2 separate regions of the Rattus norvegicus genome follow, and region 2 is linked to region 1. A link is a contact called in public Hi-C data. All regions are on one chromosome and are shown on one strand. The core of a region is the stretch at or near the end of the contact, and the rest is flanking DNA. Distances in the headings are between cores, read along the strand shown. Region 1 has its middle 47 kb from the start of Klf13. Region 2 holds the start of Klf13 (KLF transcription factor 13).

Region 1 (6,175 bases), core at 1,323-3,822:
TTAGCCCCGCCCCCCTAGCCACTCAGTATTAGCTCCAGCCCTGGCATTAGAGGTGAGCTACCATTCTCACTCTTCCCCTAGCTCTCATAAAGATGGACTTCAATGGTTCAGAAGGGACTCAGGGTAACCATGTTACATACAATAATGGACAGACTATGCAGCTAAAGGTCCCAGGGACATTCCCTTCTTTGTGAGCCTAATGTGGCGCTACCTAATACTATGTAAGGAAGATATTTCTGACATCAAAAGAAAATCGAAAGCCAAGTGTGATGTCTAAGCTACTCGGGACTTCTCTGCTGACTTCGGAAATGCAGTAGGAAATACCTGTCCCTGAAGAATAAACACACAAACGAAATGGAGGCTGGAGAGATGAGTTAGCTATGATGAACACTTGCTTCCTCAGAGGACCAGAGGTCAGTTCTCAGCACCTCACAACCTCCTGTAACTCCAGCTCTAATGAATGCAACGTCATTTTCTGGTCTCTTTGGGCCAGTGTACACATGCGTGTGCACACACACACACACACACATGCACGCACACACACGTACACACGCACACACTCAATCTGTTCTAAAAAGATTGGATGGCTACCTTTCCACCTAGTAGCTAAAAGCAATGACGTTTTCTTTACTTTCAAGTTGAAGCATGATTTTCTTGCATATATTTTTGTCTCCATAGCTTTGAATCCACCCCCCCTTTCTTGTCAGTAGCATGACATTACCCCCTCACCACCATTTTTCTGCCCTACTCCTTCCTCCCCCTTCTACCCTAATCTGACTACTCCCTGCGGGCCTGGGACTCCCTCTGCTTTGGTGGGTCACCAAGTGAGTAGTCCCAAACGCATGCCTTTTGCTTCATTTTCTTTCTTACTTCGCTGGACCACATTCTTCAGTGAAGGATACATAGGAGGTGTGATTTGTTTTAGTTTATCTTTATTCTGTCTCATACGTAACTGATAGCTTGGCCCAGGATAGAAAATGAGGTTTGACAGTGCTTTGCACATCCATTGCGACAGACCGGAAGTCAGATGCCCGGGAGTCCTCAGCCTGTGTAACAAATGCACATTCACGCCATCTCTGAAACCTGTCACGAAGTCACTTCCTGTTGCTTTGTGCTCGCACACATGTCTCTCTATGGACCTTCCTTCACCCGCATTCCTTGGGCAACTCCATCTGAGACTCTCTGCAGTCCTGAGTGTTTCTTTCTTTTTTTTTCTCTTTTTCTTTTTTTCTGAGCTGGGGACCGAACCCAGGGCCTTGCGTTTGCTAGGCAAGCGCTCTACCACTGAGCTAAATCCCCAACCTGTCCTGAGTGTTTTCTATTATCCCATTGCTGACTGCTGTCCCTTCACGGTCTCCCTGAGGAACTCCTTAGTGGACAGTGGACTTACTGAATCCATTCTCCATGTCTTCACTCAGTATTCACTTGTGTTTACTTCCCCCTTTTCCTGTTTTCCCGAAGCTGAAATAACCATGTGCTTTCAAGTCTCATTCATCTTCTGAAACCTAGACCGTCTGTGTGGTATGTCAGTCTGTCAGGTTCATTTCCATCCTTTCCTCTGTCCCCAAGAAGTACCATGGCCACCTCTGTGTAGTACCCCGCCCCTGTTCAGTTCTTACTGGGCCGCTGATACAGGTAAGGCAGAGCCCTTCTCTGGAGCAGGAGGCCGAGGAAGCTTCCCTAGCTGTGGGAACTATGGGGATGTAGTTGGTTGTGAGGACTGATGGGGTTAGATTCTGTGGGGGAATTTATGGAGGGTTGTAGAGCAGTCTTTGGGGGGCTATGAAGGACTGAATACAAGGGTGAATTGGGAGGGGTCTGTGAATTGGGAGGGGGCCGTAAGAGACAGAGGGAGCTGCATATGTCAGTTTTTGGAGCCATTGAGGATATTTCCCTCTTCAGTCTTCAGGGGCTCCCAGGGACAGTCAGAGTCAAAGGAAGGTCAGAGGGACCAGTTCAGAAAGCCCTCCCAGAACTTCCCAAGGCTCTCATAAATTCCTGGAATTCTGAACTGCTTGCCCTCTGGTGTTTTCTGTGGAAATGGGGAAGGCTGTGATTCATGTCTGGGCTGGTGGTGCCTGTTGGGCTGGGAGACCCAGAGTCATGGGAAGAGGGGTGCTCAAGGCCTGCCACTCCCCAAAAACTGCCTGCAGTGACTTGGGCCCCAGGCTAGCTTTCTCATGGGTAGACCCTACTCCCAGGACAGTGACAGGTTCTCTAGGGCAGTGGTCCCTGGAGATACTCAACCTGGCTCAGACCATCCTCTGGGTCCCCTCTCCCCCTCTCACTTGGTTCCCAAAGCCCCTCTTAGGATTAGAGATGGGAACGTCACTGTCTCCATCTTCCCATTTGATCCATCTGGGGAACTACCACCCTGCTCAAGAGCCACTCTAGATTAAGAGGATGTTGTTTGGGTAATTATAATCGCTGGCAGCATCCTTTGTAAACTCACAGTTGTTTCTGTTGCTGTTTTAAGTTACATTGTTACTATGAGGGGAGAGAGGTTGGTCAGAGGAGGGCAACTGTAGTTCTGGGAGGATGGAACTCAGAAGTCTTAGAAGCAGGAGCTTTTCCGCTGGTGAGTCATCTCTGGCGGATGTTTAAGACCATCAGAGAGAGGGACTGGAGACACACCATTCTCATCTTTAGGGAGAGAACTGAGTACTGACTCTCTCTCTCTCTCTCTCTCTCTCTCTCTCTCTCTCTCTCTCTCTCCTGCCCCCCCCCCCCCGTCCTTCCCTCCCTCTGGCTTGTCTTAACTTCCCCACTCCCCATGACTAGGCTAGGCTGTCTCTGACCCTACCAGTCCTTGTAACCATTACCCCCAGGGTCCTCTGCTTCCTGGCCACACATCCCTCTGTCCTCCATCTGCAAGTGACCTGTAATGAGTCTTTTCCTGTGTTTCAGGCTTTCCCGAGGCTACTGCTGCTCTGTCTTCTCTCCCAGAACACGTTCAGGAGGATGATCTGTTCCAGGGCCTCAAAGTGGAGTGATCCCAGTAGATGACTTTTCAGAAACTCTGAGGTCTACCCTGTTTCAGCATCGGGGACTACAGGACTTTGATATAGGTGTGGTGAAGACTTATGCTGATTCCCTCAAAGGTCCCTTTCCTACTAGATACTCTCAGAAGGTCTGTTTCCTGAAGCAGAGGTGGCCTGTTCCTGAGAGCTCTGAGTGTGTGTTTTGTACATGTATGTGTGTGCCTGTATGTGTGTCCAGCAACGTCCAGCAAGGCCTTGTTACACACGGGGAGGGACAGGTATAAATTACCACCTCGATCTCACTGAGGGGAAGCCATACCACCTCATGGCTGCCACTCTGGCCGCAACTCTGGCTGGTGCAAGACCACAACCTCTGTCTCTGCCTGGGGCCTTGGATAGTTTGAAATGGCTAGAAACTGGTCCATGGGTTCTTTCTTTTAAAAATGCCTTCCTCCTCCCACCCCCTTTCTCTTGTGTGCTTCTGTGGGGCCTGGCAACAGCTTTTAGGAGCTAGTTCTCCTCCATGCGAGTCTCGATCAAACTCACCTAGTCGGGCTTGGCAGGAACACTTTTATCCTCTGAGCCATCTTGCCCAACGAGAACCCACAGTATTTGTTACAGAAAGAGTCACTAGTTTGTTGGGACTGGGAGCTTGATGAGCACGTTCTGATGTGGATGTTGGCATGTTGCTCCCCACTTCCTGCAGGCTCAGCTTCGGTGAATCCCTAGTACGGAGTTGTCACCCCAGCCTCTTGGATGGGTGACTTGGCTGTTCAGCTTTCTTCCACACTCTGCCTTGACTATTAGTCTGCTTATCCTTGTCCCCCAGAGCCAACCCCATTGGGCTTTGGGGTTTGCACAGCAGCTGCGTCCGCCTCCTGGACAGAAGTGGAAACTGGGAAGCAGAGGCAGGCACGGGCGACTCCAGCTGGTGGTGTGGCCCTGAGGGTGGTGATAGGCAGCACTCCTGTGGAAATTATGCTCAAGGTCTGCTAGGAACAGCTCCAGGTCTGTGCATGCAGGTCCCCTCCCCCGCATAGCCTCCTGCCCTATAGATGAATAAACAGGCACACAAGGAGAAACAAGAACTAGCCGTGGAAGACCACGTCTTGGCCTCTCCTGCCCAAGGAGAGGAATTCAGCAGCTGTTCTAAACCTGCATCGTGAGCCCTTGGCTCTCTCAGGGGCTTACCTTGGCAGATAGCAAAGGCAGCCCCAAGCATGGCTCAGAGTCTGAGTTCAGCTTTTATAACCGTAAGTTGGAGAGGAGAGGCTATGACTTCCCCAGACCCAGGGGTTCTTCTGGACAAACTGCTTTTCAAACCTGTGGGGTGGGAGACAAGATAAACTGCATGGTTTTACAGCTTCTGGGCCCCGGGGTATACGGTAGGGGTCAGCTCCTTTCCCGGAGTTCTGTGGATGGCAGGTTTCCTGGTCTTGTTCTCGGGTCTTGTTTTTCTGTTTTGTTTTGTTTTAATGGGTTTTTTTTGGGGCGGGGGGAGCATTTTTCTTTATTTCAGATCCTTTACAAATAAGCAATGGGGTTGTTGGTTTTCTGTCTGGCTACTTTCTGGTGGCAGGGGGGAACATGTCCTTTGGGGGTTCTTGGGCCTAGAGACTCTACGAGTTTTATAGTCCATTTTGTGTGTACCAGGTGGTCGTGGTGATGTAGTCCAGCGGGAATGTCTGTAAAAAGTTCAAAACATGGGATAAAAACGTAAGTTTGTGCACAGTAAGGAGAAAGGAAGTAAGTGAGAAGAAGAGCGGAATGGGAGGGGACCAAGAGCCCAGCAGAAGAGAAGGGTTTTCCTCCTCTAGGTCTTTGGGTCCTATTGCAAACCGGTTTTGAACTATAGGTATGGAAGCAGTGTTTTTCACTAGGGGAGGGCACGAGTCCCTCCGTTGGTAGTGATCAGGAGGTTTGGCTCTGTGTGACAGCTAAAGAGTCAAGCGGATCTTGAATTGTGTTGCTCTGATCTTACATTTCTTTGGTACAGCAGGGCTAACATAATTCTTTGTGCCAGGCTCCAATCCTGGGAAACTGGTGGGCAGTGCGATGAAGAACACTGTAGCTCTTATTACCATGGGTTTAAAGGGGAACAGGGTCTTTTTCTCCTAGTTTAGGATTGGTCAGTTTGAACAAGGATAAGAGAGCCGATTGGCCCACAATTGTGATGGGCATCAGCAGGGGGACCTACTGGCCAGAGGAGGGAGGCGGGGTGGGGGAGGGTGGGGGGAGGGGGTTGGCAGGGAGGGGCCTGCTGGGCCTTTGTTGTTAGCTGCAGACTTCTGTCTTAGGTGAGAAAGAAGCCGGCCATCTTGGAAGTTTGCCATGCTTGTTACCGAGTTGTAGCCCCTCTTCCTATCTGTATGTTAATCGAGGCTCTGTCTATTACTTACTTTGTTCCCCTTCTCAGAGGTCACCCTAACTACTGTTAAAGGTTTTGGAAGCACAGACCTTTCCAGTGGCTTCCAACCTGGAAAAGGGGTTGATGGAAAAGGGGAATCCATTAGAGCCACCAGAGGAAGGTTGGTATAAAGACTGTGATAAAACTTTACAGATGACAGAGACCCATAAAGCCGTCCTGTAGTGACATACTAGGAGCATGTTATGTGAATGAGGTGGCACCTGTAACGTGCAAAAAAAAGAGATAATTTGTACTGCCATAATTCCTATTGATAGGATAGGTGATAGTCGGGGCAGCATTGCCCTTGTTAAAGGAAAGAGCAGGTCTGAAGATCCCCCCCCCTTACCTTGTCCACTGTAAGATGTGAACCATGGGGGAGGCCGCTTGTTTGGCTTGAGAGTTCGAGCAGTGTTTTATCAGCCAGCTTCAATTCTGAGGTCAGCATCTGGCTGTCCTCTATTCCAATCCCTTGGGGAGCATTAACAGACGAAGTTAATGAAGAAGGTTTCTCAACATCATGGTTAGCCCAAGTTTTGTTTAGTGAGGTGAAATGTAATCATACAGATGGCAGGACTGTGTAGCAGAGCCTGCAGGGGGATAAAGTAACTGTGCAATCAGCTGTTTGTCACACTAGACTCTTGAATAAGCAGCAAAGACCTGGAACTTTGTAAGAGAAGTCAACGGAAGTCAGTATCTAATGGACAGTTTAGAGGAGAAATCCAATCCTACTGGTCACCTTTTTTTTTTACAGGATTTCCAGCAATGTTCGTGGATACTGCTGGGTATC
Region 2 (6,175 bases), core at 2,465-4,964, 47 kb before region 1:
AAGCCCTGAGGCTTGAAACCCTAGATTAAATGTCCTTGTACTTCTGCCACGGGTGTGTGGGGGGCAGGGCAGGCTTATCTCCTCAGAGCCAGACCCAGGGTGCATCATGGAAGAGCAAGACATGGGACCCAAATTCAAAGACACTTATCAGGTCTCGGGTGTGTGGCTCACACTTGTAGAAGAATGAGGCTCTGTTTGATCCCCAAGTTACAAAAGAAGCCACTTGCCAGAGAGTCAGTGGCTCAGTGACTTCCCTGGGTCTTGAGGGGACTTCTAAAGGTAGCGCTTTGGCACTGGTTGGTCTCCTGTGGAAGAAGTTTGACAGCAGCCAGAGACTTCATAGAGGATCACCTTGCCCCAGCCACATTGGTAGCACACACCAAGTTGGAGAGCCAGTAGTTAACCTTTATGGGTATGTGGTCCTTTTCCTGGCTACCTCTTTTCTTACGGTGAGAACCTTTGAAGTCGGCACAGTCCTCAGGTTTATGGGACTGAGCAGTCCTTGGGTTTCGTATGTGGGATCCCAAGGCAGATGAGCTCTTCTTGTGGGGCCTGGGAGCCTTGCTGGAAAGGGTCCACCCTCTACAAGGAACAAGTCTTCTGGGAAGTTCTTGTGGTGTGCAGGTAAGGTAGCTTTAGGGAATCCTAAGAATCGGTTTTCAAGACACACCAGAGTGTGTCAGTCCTGCAGTAACAGCAGGAATGTCTTACTGCTGTGAATTCCTTTTCTGACCCCTTATTGTCCTTAACTGTAAAAACAGAGAACAGGCTTGGGAAATGGCTCACTTGATTGAGGGCCTGCCATCCTAAGCATGAGGTCCGGAGTCCACACAGAACCTGTGTGAAAAGCTGTGGAGGCAGCCTGGGCCTGTAACCCCAACTCTTCCTAGCTGGGGGTGGGGTTGGGGATGGGAGCAGAGCCAGGAAGAACCCCTGAAGCTCATTGGCTGGCCAGCCTAGCTGAATCAATGAGACTGTCTCAAAAAATAAAAGTGGAAAGTATCAACTGGAGTCAACAACCTTGGGTCTCCACAGATGACCATGTGCACTTGCACCCCTTCTCTCTCTCTCTCTCTCTCTCTCACACACACACACACACACACACACACACACACACACACACAGGACTGGGGAAGAGAAAGAACAAAGGGAGCTTGCTTAGCTTGGGAAGTAGGAAAGGGTTGTACAAAGAAGCGATGGGAAAGAGGACATCGTGGTGGGGACTTGTACACATAGACCAAACTCCTGGGAGCTAGTGAAGGTGCACAGAGGTGTGTGCTCAGAAGATTGGCCTGGAGTTGTGGGAAAGGTTAGGCCACTCTCCTGGCTATTGGCTGGGGAGCTACTCAAAGCACTATCTGGCTCTTGTTCCACTCAGGCCTCGGACCTAGAGGTGGGTATCCCGGGGTGAACCTGGGCCTCTTTCCAACCACAAGCCCCAAACATGTTGTTTGAACAAGGACGGTGAGCTTAAGCTAATTACATAGTGGCCAGCAGTCACATGAAGATGTGTTGGCTGTGGTGTCCAGTCCTTAGCAGGCTCTCCCTTGTCTTGCCCGTGCCTCTCCAGTTTCCTTGCACTCAGCACCCCATCCCACCACCTTGGTTTGCTTAGTGGTGATGGTGCCTACATGTTTCTCCCATGCTCCTCTCCTACCAGGTTTGCTGAGTGACCTGCAACTCGTAGGTGACCTTTGGGACCCTCAGATTGCCTCAGGCTCTCTGAGGTTCTCAGGAAGATTTTCTCTGATCTGCTGTTTTTGACTATCAGCCCATGGCAGCACCTGGGACACAAAGGGACTTTGAGCTGTCATCTTTTCTAGAGTGCCCCCTTTGCTACTTGGCCTGACACAACCCATGGTGTCTTCTGTGCGAGCGTGGGGCTCTGCAGAATGTCCATATGTCAAGGCTGTGTGCCTGCCAGACTTCGTGGAGGGATGTGGCTCTCTCAAATAGAACAGTCAGGGTGTTACCCGCACTGGCACGGTTCTGCCATGTTAGCAGTCAGAAAGCTGGTTTTCCTAAACTGCCAGGCCTGCAAGACAAGGTTCTGGTACGGCCTGTCCCATGGAGAGACTTCATGCTTTGGATAATTGTATCACTCTTAAGTTCACACTCTAGCTTTTGAGAAACTTCAGTCTTTATTTTCCTGTCCCCATAGAGATTGAATCCCCAGTTTTATATATGCTAGGCAAGTACTTTTTCCACTGAGCCCCAGCAGTTTTTCTCCATCAGTAATGTCATTAAGTTGCCTAGGCTCTGCTGGAACTTGGGGTTCTCCTGCCCCAGCCTCTCAAAGAGCTAGAATTATAGGCCTTCACTCCCACATCTGTCTCTTAGCCTGAATTATGATCCAGAGTTTCAAACTCATTTGTCCAGTTACTCGTGGAGCTTGGCTTGGAAGAAAGAGTTTACGTGGGTGTGTATGGATGTGTGCCCACATGTACATGTGTGCATATGTGCCTTTGCGTGTACTTTGTACACTATTATATATGAGCCGTTCAGCCGGCACATGGGTCAGTTGCTCCCTTGGATGGAAGTCAGCCGTAAGACGCCCTGTAGGTATACAGGCTGCAGCAGGAACGTTTGTCCCTGTGGTACTTGAACCCTTTAGAAAGCCTGATGCCCTGCAAGAGCAGAGCAGGAGGGAGTAGCGTGTCTGGAGGTGCCTGTGCAGACAGGACTGGTCTCCGGATATAGAGGGGACCGGTAGTTGAACAGGAGGGAATTTGCTCTCCTTCAGGCCTCCCCACAGACTAGGAGCCTGGATAGGATCTGAGTGTGGGCATGGGCTGTCCAGCTGAGGGTGCAGTCTGGGCACATCCACCCTTAATTTCTTTCCTCCTTATACTTTGGACTCAAGCTGGTTCTAACTTGCCTTCAGTGGTTTCCAGCCCTCAAGGAACTGGGGCACAGGGGGCTGAAGGAAGGAGAATGTAGGTGCCTCTCCCTTGTGCTATAGGTGTCTATGCTGGGGAGACAGTACACATCCCCGAGGGAAGCTGTGGCTTCCTCCTTCTGCTCTCTGGGGACACCCTGGCACCTCTCCTGTGTGGTGTTGGGGAGGAGGTGGCTTGGTTGGCTGTTCCTGGTCCCAGTCAGGATCCTCCTACACAGCAGAACTGGAGGTAAATACTGAGTTGCCTTGACAACCAAGCTGAGTCTAGGCTCCAAGCGCTCCTTGGCTAGAGAAGCTTTCATTGTCTCAAGTTTCTAAGATGGGTTTCTATTTTGATTTTTTTTTTTTAATTAGCTAGTATGACTAAGATTGCAAAATGCCTGACCTGGTTCCCGTAATTTCTTAATAAACATTTATATTCCATTTATAGGAGGAACATTTCTATGATTCATTGACTTTTTCTTTTAGGTTGGTGAGGCAGGGTGGGGGCAGCACAGAGGGCACCCCACTGCCGACAGCTGGCACAGCGTAGGTTTTGGAGCACTGGCTGAGGGCCAGAGGCTGGGAGCGCTTACGTAAACACCACACCAGGATTTATTGGCTTTGAGGCTGATTAAGTTCCATGGAAAATTTTGGGGAGCTGCTTCTCTTCTCCTGGAGTGCTCAGATGCCCATAAGTGGAGCTTCCAGAGCCCCCGGGGCCACCTACCTTCCTGCCCAAAGCCAGTCTTCCTGGAGGAGTCTAGGGTGTGAACTAGCTTTACACCTCAGCCATGCCAGTGAGGATTATGTCTGCTATTAAGCTCCGACTGCTTCTTGCAGGCAGCCTGGGTCAGCCGCACCTGGCCGGGCTCTCCTGTCCATACGCCTGGCTGTTGATGGGAATGTCCCTGTGGGAATGGCCAGCCCATGAGTGGACACAACAGTACATTCCCAGGGACTCCTGGTTTGCCAGGGTCTCTACTCTGTCTCACTGTCGGTCACTTTATATATCCTTGCCCCAACAGAGAGCCTGGTGAGTAAGCAGGGAAGCTGGTTCGTCCATTTTCTGACCAGTACTGCTGGTCTAGGTCACCTGGTAGATAGTTTATTCGCTGAGGCTCCCCCCTTATGGTCCTGCAGGGTCAGTCTCGTGGTTTATGCATGTCAAGGGGGCTGGATTGTTTTATGGACTGTTTATTCTGTTTTCAGTGTGGACCTGCCAGGAAGGCAACTCTCTGCAGTTGCCGTGTGTGGCAGGCCCCCAGTCCAGCACCAAAGGAATGTCCAGATTTGCTGTACTGATTTCAGATTCAGGGCTGGTTTTGCTTCCCTCAGTCTAAACATTCCAGCTCTGCCTGCTTTCACTAGGGAGCAGCAGCTGGTCCTCAGCAAGAGGCCTGGCCTAGCCCCTGAGTAGAGGGCTGTCTGGTGTCCCCATCACTGAATGCCTTCCCACCCCTCCTCTGTGTAACTTAGATGCCATCCTCCTAATATGACCGAGGGTCACCTCTTCAAGGATGTTTGCAGAATTGAGGCTTTCGTTCTTTTGTTTTTCAGAATTTTATTTCATAGTGTTAAAAAAAAAAAAAAACAACTAGAGTTTTTAACATTGCGTTGAGGGGTGGGGAAGGGCCCGAGACCTGCGTGTTGTCTGTAAGGCTCAGTGGTGTTGCTGTCTCCGTCCTTGGCCAGTTGTGTGAGGTTTGGCTTCATAGATGGTGTGTTTTAGCACCCTTCTTTAAAAACCTCTCGGTGTTTCATTTTTTAAAAGCTGCTTTTACAGTTACTCGTGTGTGTGTGTGTGTGTGTGTGTGTGTGTGTGTGTGTGTATGCGTGTGCATGCGCGCACTCGTGCACGCACAGTGCACGTCTCACAGCATACACATGAAGGTCAGGGGATAGCCTGGGGGAGTCAGTTCTCTCTACCATGTGGGTTCCAGAAATCAAACTCGACTTACCAGGCTTGGCAATGGGTGTCCTTACCCATTGTGCCATTTTGCTTTGAGGAACGCATTCTATTTGGCAATGCCTTATTGTGTAAACAAAGATAATACAGCTTGTTAGTAAGGAGGCTTGGCCTTGAAGTACAAGTGGGCAGCACACCACCATGCATTCTCATCCTTAGTTCTGGTCTGTCTGGTCAAGATGACCTCTGAAGAGCAGAAGAGAAAATGACTCAAGCATCCAAGAGGGTTTGTGCAGCCCCCCCCCCCCATTCCATCACCCCCTTTTGTGTGTGGGTGTAGCCTGATAAAACAGAATTTCATGTACTGAAGGAGTTTTTTTGGCTTTTGGTTTGTGTGTGTGTGTGTTTTCAAATCAGGGTTTCTGAGTGTAACCAGCCGTAGCTGTCCAGGACTTCCTTTGTAGACCTGGCTGGCCTTGAACTCAGTAATCTGTCTCTGCTTCGGAGTGCTAGGACTAAAGGTATGCATCACCACGCCCTGAATTGTCCAGAAATTTTTAATGCGTGTAAGTATTTTGCCTGTAAGTTCACCATAGGAGTGCAGTACCTTTGGAGACCAAAAGAGGGCTTCAGATTCCCCTAGATCTGGAGCTACAGACGGTTGAGAGCCTCCTTGTCAGTGTTGGGAACTGAACCTCCCTCATCGGTAAGAGCAGCAAGTGGTTTTTAACTACTGAACCTTCTCTTCAGCCCCAAGTCAAGTCCTGCAGTTTTGCTCATGGTTGCCTAGATGTTTTTTGCTGCTTTTCATGTCTCCAGATCCCCATGACCACCCCTGAAGGACCTAACTACAGCAGTAAGAACCTCCAGCTTCCATGAGCGTCCTCGGATTGCTATGGAGACCTCATAGGTATTGAGCTGTGCTCAGATTAGGGAGTGGCAGCCCCATCCCAGGTACAACTCATTTGTTGCTAGGTAACCAAGACCTCTTAAGTTCAGTAAATTGTATTTAGTTGGGCTAGTTTATCAGGAGCAGATGAACTGAAACCTCAAGGCTTGGATAAGGCTTGGTGGGCGGCTGAAGGCCAGTAGCCCACACCATGTCTGTAGTTTTGGACAGTTTCATAGGAGGGGGCAGCAATGCCAGCCTTGCAGAGTGTCTCCACCCAAAGAGAAACAGTCCTGAGTCCAGGTGTGCTCTGGGCTATACTTTACAGAAGTCTTGAGCAAGGGTGTTATTCTGTTCTTCAGGGAAGCTAAGCGCGCTCTAGGTGTCATGGCCGGTTCTGTACCTTCACCGTGTGATGGTGCAGAAGCGAGCTTGTAGAACACACCCAGTATTTCTGTGGACTCCTGGGGCAGGCCTGCTGTCATGCAGGGACATGAGG

Evidence for each region. A called contact is a pair of places that touch in the nucleus more often than the background predicts.
Region 2: a contact with region 1 is called in a Hi-C map of the A7r5 cell line, with 2.2 times the contacts expected there. The contact joins the promoter of Klf13 here to the enhancer-like site in region 1. A contact is called at or near these places in 3 of 12 Hi-C or Micro-C datasets (the A7r5 cell line, mammary epithelial cells and prefrontal cortex).

Annotation. Positions count from the first base shown.
Region 1 is chr1:126,898,033-126,904,207 of GRCr8, reverse strand. No RefSeq gene overlaps it. Among named protein-coding and RNA genes, the nearest start is that of Klf13, 47 kb to the left of the region's middle. Within about 2 kb of position 2,572, at least 3 of the 93 cell types and tissues checked have an H3K27ac peak or open chromatin away from gene starts, as enhancers often do. A contact at or near this core is called in the A7r5 cell line, where this site is marked.
Region 2 is chr1:126,945,975-126,952,149 of GRCr8, reverse strand. Klf13 (KLF transcription factor 13) reads left to right here and starts at 3,714. Exons shown (of 2, transcript NM_001109147.1): 1 at 3,714-3,914. The coding sequence starts at 3,809.